Regions from separate parts of the Mus musculus genome. Here region 1 is linked to region 2. The links are chromatin contacts, called in public promoter capture Hi-C maps. All regions are on one chromosome and are shown on one strand. Each heading gives the region's core, a stretch centred on a gene start, on an enhancer-like site or on the middle of the called end of the contact. The rest is flanking DNA. Distances are from core to core; before and after follow the strand shown. Region 1 holds the start of Eef1a1 (eukaryotic translation elongation factor 1 alpha 1). Region 2 holds the start of 4933433G15Rik (RIKEN cDNA 4933433G15 gene).

The links. Promoter capture Hi-C pulls out the DNA fragments that hold promoters and counts their contacts.
Region 1: a promoter capture Hi-C map of cranial neural crest shows a contact between it and region 2. The contact joins the promoter of Eef1a1 here to the promoter of 4933433G15Rik in region 2. A contact is called at or near these places in 1 of 39 promoter capture datasets (cranial neural crest) and 1 of 484 Hi-C or Micro-C datasets (CD4 T cells).

The regions. Positions count from the first base shown.
Region 1 is chr9:78,478,246-78,484,593 of GRCm38.p6, forward strand. It overlaps Eef1a1 (eukaryotic translation elongation factor 1 alpha 1), which reads right to left and starts at 3,479. Exons shown (of 8, transcript NM_010106.2): 1 at 3,394-3,479; 2 at 2,266-2,443; 3 at 1,996-2,175; 4 at 1,607-1,903; 5 at 1,379-1,529; 6 at 1,033-1,289; 7 at 713-947; 8 at 208-613. The coding sequence starts at 2,409. The coding sequence ends at 489.
Region 2 is chr9:75,407,489-75,413,848 of GRCm38.p6, forward strand. It overlaps 4933433G15Rik (RIKEN cDNA 4933433G15 gene), which reads left to right and starts at 2,696. Exons shown (of 4, transcript NR_040719.1): 1 at 2,696-3,278; 2 at 4,220-4,376. Mapk6 (mitogen-activated protein kinase 6) reads right to left here and starts at 2,528. Exons shown (of 6, transcript NM_015806.5): 1 at 2,375-2,528.

The DNA of each region.
Region 1 (6,348 bases), core at 2,229-4,728, 3.1 Mb after region 2:
GCCCAACTATACCACACCTTGGGTTGATACAGCAAAATTACTTTGTCCTCACCAGTAAGATTTGAAGTTAACCCAAATCAGCCCTGTTTATAGCTCAGTTCTGGGCAGACCCAGACAACCAGAACTCAATCCCTAAGAACATACCATGGGGACCCCAGTACCTTTGTTGTATACAGTCAGTTAACTTTCAGCATTGACCAACACAGATTTCTCATTAAACTTGTTTTAATGGTCTCAAAATTCTGTGACAGATTTTTGGTCAAGTTGTTTCCATTAAAAAGTACTGATTTTGAAAACTAATAACTTAAAACTGCCACACACAAAAAAAATGGTCCACAACATTCTTTCCTTCTGAAGGTTTTACGATGCATTGTTATCATTAACCAGTCTTTTACTATTAAACTTAAATGGCCAATTGAGACAAACAGTTCTGAGACCGTTCTTCCACCACTGATTAAGACTGGGGTGGCAGGTGTTAGGGGTAATATTCATTTAGCCTTCTGAGCTTTCTGGGCAGACTTGGTGACTTTGCCAGCTCCAGCAGCCTTCTTGTCCACAGCTTTGATGACACCCACAGCAACTGTCTGCCTCATGTCACGAACAGCAAAGCGACCTATATAGAAAAATGCCATTTATCAGTATCTTTGCTATGCAAGCAACATTTCCTATTACAAACTTGATGTTCAGTGTAGCAGACTCAGATCAGGCTTACCAAGTGGAGGGTAGTCAGAGAAGCTCTCAACACACATGGGCTTGCCAGGGACCATATCAACAATGGCAGCATCGCCAGACTTCAGGAACTTGGGGCCATCTTCCAGCTTCTTACCAGAACGACGATCGATCTTTTCTTTAAGCTCAGCAAACTTGCATGCTATGTGGGCTGTGTGACAATCCAGAACAGGAGCGTAGCCAGCACTGATTTGGCCTGGATGGTTCAGGATAATCACCTAAGAAAAACAGCGTGTATTTAAGTCTTGCCTTGTGATTCTGCACACACAACCAATCTAGCCACCTATCTTAAAAATGTGTCACCTGAGCAGTGAAGCCAGCTGCTTCCATTGGTGGGTCGTTTTTGCTGTCACCAGCAACATTGCCTCGTCTAACATCTTTGACCGACACGTTCTTTACATTGAAGCCCACATTGTCCCCAGGAAGAGCTTCACTCAAAGCTTCATGGTGCATTTCAACAGACTTGACTTCAGTTGTTACATTGACTGGAGCAAAGGTAACCACCATGCCAGGCTTGAGAACACCAGTCTCCACTCGGCCCACAGGGACAGTGCCAATGCCTAAAATAGTATTGTTTTGTATAAGTATTTAATACACAAAACATAAGACTTCAAATTCACGTCAACATTCTACTTAATATTCTACTTACCTCCAATTTTATAGACATCCTGGAGGGGCAGTCGCAGGGGCTTGTCAGTTGGACGAGTTGGTGGTAGGATACAATCCAAAGCTTCCAGCAGCGTGGTGCCACTGGCACTGCCATCTTTGCGGGTGACTTTCCATCCCTTGAACCAAGGCATCTAAAACACAGGCAGTCAATTATAACCTCCTTACTTATTGCGGCTTTCTCCATTCAACTACCTTAAAAGTCACTTACATTAGCACTTGGCTCCAGCATGTTGTCACCATTCCAACCAGAAATTGGCACAAATGCTACTGTGTCAGGGTTGTAGCCAATTTTCTTAATGTAGGTGCTGACTTCCTTAACGATTTCCTCGTATCTCTTCTGACTGTATGGTGGCTCGGTGGAATCCATTTTGTTGACACCAACAATCAGCTGTTTCACACCCAGGGTGTAAGCCAGAAGAGCATGCTCGCGGGTCTGCCCGTTCTTGGAGATACCAGCTTCAAATTCACCAACACCAGCAGCAACAATCAGGACAGCACAGTCAGCCTGTAAGAAACAAGACAATCATATACCATTATCTCAGAGAAAGCACCCCACTAAAAAATATCCTGAGTCAGGAATGGGTAAATTTTACACACCTGGGATGTGCCTGTAATCATGTTTTTGATGAAGTCTCTGTGTCCTGGGGCATCAATGATGGTCACATAGTATTTGCTGGTCTCGAATTTCCACAGGGAGATGTCAATAGTGATACCACGCTCACGCTCAGCTTTCAGTTTGTCTAAGACCCAGGCGTACTTGAAGGAGCCCTTTCCCATCTGCAAAGTGACTTCTAATTAGTACACCCAAGACCTAGGTTCTACTCCCTGCTTAAAGAATTCCCATCCCTCCTTTTGCCTTATACTTGCCTCAGCAGCCTCCTTCTCAAACTTTTCGATGGTTCGCTTGTCGATTCCACCACATTTGTAGATCAGGTGGCCGGTTGTGGTGGACTTGCCGGAATCTACGTGTCCGATTACGACGATGTTGATGTGAGTCTTTTCCTTTCCCATTTTTGCTTTGAATTAGCGGTGGTTTTCACAACACCTAAAAAAGGGTTTAAAAGATACCTTTGAACCGCTAAGAAGCCCGAGAATTAGCTCCGCTCAAAACTCAAGGGGACAAATTCCAAAAATGACTTCCAGCGCCAGGCTGGCCTGACTAGTCTCCACCCACCAAATGTGAACAAACTCCAACGCCATTACATCCCCTCCCCCCGCCGCGACTAGCCGTGCTCAAAAGCCCGAGGTGACTATTGCGGCCGATAGGACCACGGGGTCACAGGAAGCAGCAGCCGGTGAGGGACCAGGCCCTCTTCCTTTGTGTGGGTGACTCACCCGCCCGCTCCACCGGGCTGCCGCGTCCTCCATTTTGAGCTCCTTGCAACAGGGCCCGGGAGCGGCCATCTTTCCACGCACGCAACTGGTGCCGGACGGGATGGCCTCACCCTAGTTAGGGAGGCAGGGCAACGCGGCGCCGCCAAGCCAGATCGTGCCGGGTGCTGGGGCCACATGGCCTCGGCACGCTAACCCCAGCCTGGTTGCTTCGGGAAAAACCCCAGGCCTCGCCCCATCCAGGTGGCGTCGGACATGTGCTCCGAAGGCGGGCGGGCCCCAGCCGCCACTCCTGTCCCTCCATTCCTCCCCAACCATGACCTCTCCGGGCTCCGGGCGAGCAAGCCCCGCACCCTCCCTTTGTTAGCCCCTATTGCTGAACGGCAATCGAAGGCAGCAGGGCAACAACAACAACAAAAAAAAAAAGACCAGAGTGCGGCCGGAGTAGCACGCGGCGGCGGCGCGGACACCACGCTAGGCCTCAAGCCGGACACGAGGCGAGGCTACGGGGTTGCCGCTAGGCCTCGCACTCTGCCTCCCGCGCCGCCCGCAACTCGAAGCGGGAATGCTCGCAGCTAATCCCCGCCGACGACAGCGGGGCCCGGCCCGCTCGGAGCAGGACCTCCAGCTCGGCGGCCCGCGGAAGCCACACCCGCCCCTCACCTGCGTTCTGACGGCAAACCCGTTGCGAAAAAGAACGTCCAAGGCGACTGCCGCACTTATATACCGTTCTCCCCCACCCTCGGGAAGAGGGCGGAGCCAGCACACGACACCGCTTTCCCAGTTTGCCCCGCGCCAGCTCCCCGGTCCTCCCCCCCATCACCCCCCCCCCCCCCGCTCAGTGCGCCCCTCCCCCCACGACCAGGGTCTATGAGCTTGTGTGCTCTGCTCTCCCCGCGCTCAGCCCTGAGCGCATGCTCCTCGCACTGTGGTGGGGCGGGTACCGGGATTATGGGTTATGAGAATTTAGCGACGGTCCCTGGGACTTCCCCAGGCGAAGGCGATCCCTCCTTTTGTATGAATTACTCTTGGCCCTAGCGGAGGGTGGGGCGGCGAGAAGCTGGCCAAGAGGGCGGCCAGAATCTATCCCTACTCTTCCTTACTCCGCTGCCAAGGCTGTGTCAAGATCCGGGTGTCCCTTCCCACGGAGGCCACCTCCCGACGTCAGCCCCGCTATCCTTCTGTTCGCCTCCCGCAGCCCATGCTCTCCTGGCTGGGAGAGGAACACAATGTTGGGGACCCTTCCCGGCTCTAGAACCCAAGGGCTTAGCTCAGTAGCGGAGAGCTCGACCGATCTGCCCCTGGGCTGGCCCCTTGGTTTATTCCATCCAATGCCGGTTGATTCTCTGGAAACCTGAAGCGGCCTTCACACCCCTAAGGGTTCAGTTCAGAATATGCTTCAATCCTACAGTTAGCTTTACTTTGATTCTAGGTTTGTTACACTAAAAAGATTGTATGTGTACATGTGTATGTACAGCCATTTGATTGAACATGAGAAACCTGAAAATAATCTAATCCACCCCACATGGTCTCATCTAAATACCAGCATCAGCAATCTCCCAGCGCCCATCCCTAACACTTGTGAAATCACTGCTTCTCAAAAATGGCTTGCCTTGTTAGTTACATCCCTTTCTTTGCTGCAATTCTAGCGATCATACCAGCATTGTTTTGTTATTGAGACAAGGTCTCTCTTTTTTAGCCCTGGCTGCCCTGGAATAGGTAGTAGACCAGGCTGACTTCAAATTCACAGGAATCCGACCTGGACCTGCTGGGATTAAAGCCCTGGCCATTTTTAAATGCCTCTCAGAGCAGGCACACAGAAGTGTTTCTCAGAGGAAAGAAGAACTTCTTTGTTTTGTTTTTTAATGCTAGAGATGGAAAAAGAATTATTTTGTAATGGGATATGGGGTGCTGGAGATGGAACCCTAGGGTGTCTATCACCAAGTTACAGTTCCTAGCTCAAAGATATCCTATCTGATTATCCATCATTGGATCTCCTCTCCCAGGTGTACAACATCACTTCCCAGTTACAAACATTTGATGTTCTTGCACCAACCTTACTAGGAGCATTTGAGGGCCTCTGTCTAGTGTTCACAAAAACACACAGGATTTGCAAAGGAACTATTTGTTTCTGGGGAAGAGTTCCACAGTCAAGGGAAAAACTTAAATATAAAACAATTTGGAACCAGTTCAAAGCAAATTTACATGATGCTTCTCATTTCTTGTCTAGTTCTAGTTTTCAACTATTTTTCACATCCCAAACTGTTGTTTTTTAACTTTTTTTTAAAAGTGGTATTTATTTAGTGTGTGTGAATGCGTGTGCCACATCACCCTGTGCGGAGGCCAGAGGCCAGAGGCCACCTTTCGTGGGGCAGGTTTGCCCCTCAACTACGTGGACCTATGGGATCTAACTCAGTCAGGCTTTGCAGCAAACGCCTGTACCCAGAGAGCCATTTCATGTCCTACTTTTGTTTTTGTTTGAAACAGAACTTGATGTAGCTCAGGCTGGCCTCAAACTCATGTTGCTGAGGCTGGCCTTCAATTTTTTTTTTTTTTTTTTGGTTTTTCGAGACAGGGTTTCTCTGTGTAGCCCTGGCTGTCCTAGAGCTCACTTTGTAGACCAGGCTGGCCTCGAACTCAGAAATCCGCCTGCCTCTGCCTCCCGAGTGCTGGGATTAAAGGTATGCACCACCATGCCCTGCTGGCCTTCAATTTCTAATCTTCCTAGCTCCACTTCTCAAGTACTGGGATCTCAGGTGTGCCCCCCCACCCCGCATCCTCCCCACAGCCCTCCCACCCCCACCCCAGGCTTCTTTTCTTGCCTAAGTGAGAAACAAAGACCCTGTAATAGCCTTCCTAATTCTTAGTTTACAGATCCTTATAACTTCCTAAAGGCAGATTTTCTCACTCATCAGGTGGCTTCTAGCTTCATTTTCATCTAACACTGGTAATTGTAATCAAAGAATCCAGGACAACGTTTCCCTCCAAGTATATACATATAACTAATCATTTGCTATCCACAGAAGCCTTTTCTTTTTCTGGTCAATGAGGTTGTTAAAGGATCACACACAGGATCTATTCTATGCGTGCTAGGCACACAAAAGCCTTTTCTGTAATGTCCACATTAGCCTCTCTCATTTCACAAATTCTTTTTTTCCACACAGAATTTTTCTGGGGTCCCTAGCCAGTCATATGCATACAGGATAGAATTATCTTGATACCCTACTGCCTATTTGTAACAGGAGAAATTGTAAGAAATACTCGAAAACCCATCGGCAGCAACAGAACCCACTCTCTGCTCTCTCTCTCATTTATTTCCTTGGAGACACTGGCTAGAGACTCCTCTTTGCAGCTTGTTTCCCACAGTCAGCGGTGGGATACATTAGTGTATACAGTAGTGGTATCTGTCCCACACGAGATATTATCGAGATATTATTTTCCATGCTTGCTTTAGCAATATATGCTTCCAATGGTTTGGGCTTATATATTATTGGGGTAATAGAATAGTACACATCTTTTATTTTGTCTTCTTTAGTTTTCAAGACAAAGTTTCTCTATGTAACATCCCTGGCTGTCCTGGAACTCACTTTGTAGACCAGGCCAGCCTCGAATTCACTG
Region 2 (6,360 bases), core at 1,446-3,945:
ATACTGATAAAAATGATAGTAATAATTTCAATATACTGAAAATGCATAAATATCACAAGAAAGTATGTTTTACAGTTCCTACTAACAACACTTAAACCAATACCTTATAGATGATCAATGAAAACTAGCCAATTTCCACCAAGACTATAATGTACTGTCTGTCCATATATAACTTCCTAAAAAAATCTCTCTTACTAGCAGCCAAAGACCTGTTATTATCAAACATTTAATTTCAGCAACTAAACAGCAATTGACTTTATCTTTTCTCTCAACAAATGTTACACAATTGTACCTGCAGGGTACTGGATATCCTTTTAAGAGCCAATTTAAGAAGCCATTAGTTTTTTTGTTTTTTGACACTATCCTTCGGAGAAAAAGAGATTTCTGATATGGACAGAAACACTTTAGCCTATCATTTAAAAAAAAAAAAAAAAGCCACGTAGTAGTGGCGGCAGTGGGCAGGGTGAGTCATCACCCAACTCCAAAGTTGCAGCCTTCCTTCTGTGCCTCCTCCCACTGGACCCCAGGCCCTTCCCCGGGTCCCCTGAGTCAGCAGGCCTGCGAGGTTGTGAGTTCTTAGTTCTCACATCCTCCGGGAACTTACATAAAATGCTGCAGCGCTCTCGGCACTTACACTTGTCTTTAAAACCGTTGTCTTTTCTACTGAGAAACTAAATGTTCCGCAAGCCAGTCCTCCCCAGAATCTTTTTTAATCGCAAAAAGTGGGCAGGCTACTTTAATCCTCTCCTGCAAATGACTAAACTGCAAAATATCCTCATATAGAAAGCTGACTTTAAACAATGTTTCATTTTCCCAGGGTCTTTTTTTTTTTTTTTTCAGGAACAGTAATACTGAAGCGATAGAACTGTCTGCTCAAATCTGACAAGCTTCCGAGATGACAATTATTAATTGGGACATCAGTAAAGCAAGATTTATGATGTAATTACATTAATACAACATATATTTTTGTTAAAGCAGCTTACAAACAGGTTTTTAACAACTACAAGCTAAAGATATGTTTCTTCCACTCAATTCAAAATTATTTCCAAACACTAAAATCTGTCATTTCTAGAAACTCTCAAGCTGGGGACAATGGTGCACACGTGTTAAACCCAGCAGGAAGCCGAGGCAGGAGAATCGTTACTCAAAGCCTAGCTGGGACTACGTGGCGACTGTCTCTGCAACCAACAAAATCCCTTTGAGGACTGGACCCTGGTTAGACCCCACATTCTTCTCAAATTCTTTCCAACGCAGTTCTCCAACGTTAAAGAGACAGAACGTCAAAACCCAGAATTTTACCAAAATAAAAACGCTAGAATAATCAACAATTTATTCTGAAGCTAGCTGCTCTTCGTTTGATGGCCTGAGAACGTTTTTATTTCCCCCTCTGACAATCATCTATCTGTATCCATAAAAAGTTAATACTGCCTCCGGACTCTTAGCAACGAACACGAACTGTTTAGATACTGTAAAGAGACCTAACTCCCCTTTACCAAGTCCCTGCGCTCCATCTTTCCTACTTTCAAGTCAAAGAAAGGTAAAACACGAAAGCGATCTAAAGGAGCTTGCTGCACGCAGCTTCCCCAAGGCACCTGAGCCGGAGAGCCAAAGCCAGGCAGGAACAAAAGGCGGCCGAAAGCCCTCCACTCCTCACAACTCCCAAGTCCGATCATAACAAGCTCCAAGTGAGGAGGCCTGTAACCGGTAACGTACGTTTTCATCAGGGTGTTTTTCCGGATCACACCTTAACGTCCGGAAAGGTGTCAGGAGCCCTGTCTCAGGCCGGTCCCCGGCACCTCGTGGACCGCCAGGCACAAACTTGGGCGGACTTAGGGGCAGGAGCAGAGCGCTACGCAACGTGCCGGAGACTTTGCCCGGCCGGAGTCAGCTGAGGCCGAGTCACCCGGGCAGGCTGGGGAGGGGAGGAGACAGGAGAGCTTGAGGGAGGCAGCGAGCCAGGAAGGCAAGCCTCCACCGCCTCAAGCGCTCCTGGACCACCGCCCTCGCCTGCGCGTTGGCGGGGACTCGAACCCGCGGAACCGGGCGCGGGCGGCGGGGACTCGAACCCGCGAAGCGCAGCCCGGTGCAGGCGGCGGGGGCCCGCCAGCTATGCCTGCGGCCGGCTGCCCGGCGAGGGGCGTGCCGGGTGGGAGGGGCGCGCCGGCCGCGCCGCCAGCCCCACGCGGGGACCTGGCCCTCGCAGCCGGCCGCGCCGCCCGGGCTGAGCGGGCACACGGAACAAAAGCGTCTTTGTTGAGCGGCGGCCGCCCGGAGGGTCACACACAATGGACGCGGGAGCCGGCGCCGCCGCCGGGCCCTCTGCCGCTCCCTCCCGCGCCGGCCCGCACCCGGCCACACACACATACACACTCACGGGACTTCTCCGACTCATCGACAGAGTGCAGGGCCCGCGGACAGCCCTCAAGGTCGGCTCAGGTCTCCGGCTGTGCTGGCGGCAGCGGCGTTTCCGAGGCTCTCGCTTTGCCGCAGTCGCCGCCATGTAACCCCGACCCGCCAGAGAGGGCGCGGAGAGAAGGCGGGGCCTCGCAGAGGCACGCCCCCTCACGTCACAGGCTCACTCCACGGCGGCCCCGCCCCCGCCAGCCGGGGAGCCGCACGCGCCGGAATTTCCAACGCCCGTGACTGCGCGCGCCGCGGGGGCGGTCGGAGCTGCACGCGGCCTGCTGGCGGGTACACCCCGGCCTCAGCTGAACCACCGCCCAGAGTGTCGTACCAAGTGACCCGACAGGGCGAGCGTCTGAACGGCTGCTGGGTCCCGTGCTGTCGGGAGGAAGTGGGCGAAGGCGAATATGCTAGGCCAGATTGTTGAGCAGATAAGCTCAGGGTGGTGTTGGGAAGGCCCCTGGGATCGGTCCCCGGGGTCCGTTGGCTGCTTCTAGAAGCATCCGCGGTAACCAGGGAGGTGAATGAGTGAGGGGTCCTGGGAAAACTGAGCAAAAGCTCAGTCAGCAGGGTGGCTGGCTTGTTGAGATCGCTGAGACCAGCCAGAGTTTGACATAGGCGTGCTGAGAAAGGTAGATAGCTGCCCTTCCAGTGCTTAGATGAAATTTAAGTATTTAGGAACTTAGATATAAAAAGCACAGGGTTTGCCTGGGAGTAGTGGCACATGAGTTAACTAGTCTATGTAGTGCCAGGACAGCCTATGCTATATAATAGACCCTGTCTCAAAAGGCTGGGAGAGCTTGTTGTTGTACCCCTGTGATCCCTGTCTTGGAGACCAGAAGGATTAGAAGATACAGTTAATCCTTGGCTGCATAGTGAGTTCAAAGCCAGCCCAGACTACTGAGACCCCGCCTCACAAAAAAGAAAAATGAGAGGTTCGGTTAGCCCTTTCTATCAGTGGTAATTGACCATCCTAAAGAAAATATGGCCACTGCAGTCCATGATCCACTGTAAGCAGCAAACCCCTTTCAGAGATGACACAGTCACTTGAAGTTAAGAGCTTGAGAGGAGCTTCAATGTTTCCTAATACAGAGATACATTAAAATATATGCTTTGTGAGACAGCATCTCTCTATAACTCAGCCTGCCCTAGCACACCTAATCTCCCTGCCTTAGCTTCCCCAGAGCTTGGATTATAGGCTTAGGCAGCTGAGCCCAGCTCTATTATATTTAAAGCAATACCATCTGAATACCAGGAGAAGAGCAGTAATGCCTACAGAAAGCGAGATTTACAGCTGTTGAGTGCAGCCGGCACTGTGAAGTTCTGCTCCACCGACCCACTCTGTCCTCCCTCTAGTTCCTCCTGATGGACTCTGGGACCTCCATCTTCCTCTAATGGCTGGACCCCCCGGGGTGGTGGTGGTGGTGAGCATAAATAGCAAGCCGTATGCTTTCTCTCAGAAAGTTTATAATGCATCTCTGCTGACTTCCATTAAAGCCAGCCATATTGCTTTATAGGAGTCAAAGGAGTCCACGATGTTAAGTGTTTGTGGAATCTTAAAAGAGAGGTCAGGGTGAGCTAGGTACAAAATTTTGGAGATTTGGTTTATGATAGGCCTTTCATCAAGGGGTCTTGACTGGGACTGAGTGGTGTGACAGTTTAGGATGGGAAAGGGAAGAGTTTTGAAAGAAGTCTAGGAGAATTTAATGTTGGATAAGCCCAGAATCTTGCTGGGGGCGGGGGGTGGGGGGAGGGGGGGTGGAAGGCGAGTTTACCCTGATGAGTTTAGTCACTTATGTGTTCTTTCCAAAAATAGGCTTTGAGGAAGTCCCTGCCTGAAAGCGCGATAAGGTATTTGCAAATTCATCTTCCTGGATGAGAATTTCTTGAAGTCGGTCATGCGTATAAACCAAGTGTGGTAGTGAACGCTTGTCATCCCAGCATTCTGCAGGCTGAGACAGGAGAATCTTGAGGTGAGGTCAGCCCTTGGGGTTCCAAAGCAGGCAAGCAATCAAGCAAAAAATGAGAGACAGCAGCAGGGAGTGCGAATGACCACATTTCATTATATACGTGTATGAAATTGCCAAGGAATTTTTAGGAAGAAAAAGGTCATGTTTGTATGCACAGCTGAATTTTGTTCATGGTAATACAGCTAGGCTAGATTTTTAATCCTATTGTATGAGCATAAACATGAGTGGAGGCCACTTCCCCTAACATTTGGTTTATTTGGAAGGGGGTTGTTTTGAAAGACGTCTGTCTGTGCAGCCCCAACTGGCCTCAAGTTCACGCTCATCCTGCCTCAGTCTCCCCAATGCTCCACACCCAGCTTCTCCAAGTCGTTTTTGAAGCTGTATATGACAATTATTTAATGAGTAGGCCAATCATTTGTGTGGGTCATGACCAACAAATTTCATTACCCAGAAAAACAACCTGAATAAGAGACCATCCCCTATAAACAGGAAGGGCAACAGGGAAGCTTGCAGCTTTGTCCTACATTATAGCAAATCAAAATGCCACCAGATACAAACCAGGCCATTATTCTATGTAGTACTAAGAATGATAAAACCAGGGCTTGGGAAAAGAGAGATGACTCAGTAGCAAAAAGCAGAGTCAATTCCCAGCATCCACGTGGCAGCCCACAGCCATCCATAGCTCTAGTTCCAAGATATCCAACACCCTCCTCAGGTACATGGTGCTGTGCAGACATCCGTGCAGACAGAATACCCATGTACATTTTTTAAAAATCTCACCAGGTGGTAGTGGTACACTCCTTAATTCCCAGCACTTGGGACGCAGAGGTGAGCAGATCTCTTTTCGGGTTTAAGCAGTCTAGTCTACAGAGTGAGTTCCAGACAGCCAGTGCTACACAGTGAGACCCTGCCTCAAAGAAGCAATAAATCTTATCATAATGTCTCATTGCTATGTTCTGATTTCAGAGCTGTCGAAATGAACACAGCATTGAAGTATAGGACATTGGATCACAGTGTGAAATGAATTTGGTTTTTGCTTGTTATTGCTAGGAGAGTTTGAAGGTTGTGGAAGTGTGCAGGAGAGGCTGAACATGGCTGAAGGTGGCAGACTCTGAGCACTTTCTGAGCTGTGATGGACCAGTTACTAAGAGCTTGGGACATCAGAGAAAGCTCAACTGAAAGAGAGGGCTTTGCCTGGCCTCACCTTGGTCAGGTAGTGGCAGGACAAAAGACATTCCCAAATGAGAGAACAGACGTAAGAAGGCCTGAGCCTGCAGACCACTGCAAAGCCTGAGGAGGCTTTGCGGGAGGCCTGAGGGAGTTGGTGGCAGATAGCTTTGGTGGTCCTGCCAACAGTTTTAGGCATTAGTCTTACTAATGACATCAGGCAAGGAATTTCGGTGGTGCAGCTAATTATGGATGGTGGCAATGATGGTGATAATGATGATAACAGTGTGTGATGCAGGCCATAGAACCCAAGGCTTCTGAATGCTTAGCAGACTGCTGCTGGGCTCCCTGCCCCACCCCCAACCTGGACCTAGTTCTTTGAACTGAAAGAGCTGAAAGCCTGACATCAATGACATCAGTGGGAAGGCAGGTTGATAAGCAGAACACGGAAGACGCAGGAGAATCAATTGCTTCTGCCTAACTTTCCTTATTCTGCTAACGACACATGCTCAGGAAGGTCGTACATGGAACTCTGAGGTAAGGCTGTGCCTTGTGACTTTCCTAAAAATTGCTGAGACAAAGGAGCCTGGGGTGAACAGACGAGACAGAAGCCATCTGTCCACTGTATCTCACCTCTCATTAGAGCACACTTCACCCACAAGCACAGGTTTCTAATGGAGCTGCAGGCATCCCAGTTCATGGCTGATCAGTCCAAGGGAAGTGAGTGAGGAGGGAGCTTGCACCTCCCAGAGGCCATGCTTTCCAGTAAAACCAGAACTTGAAACACAAAGAAGCAACCAACGTGCTCCGAGACTCACAA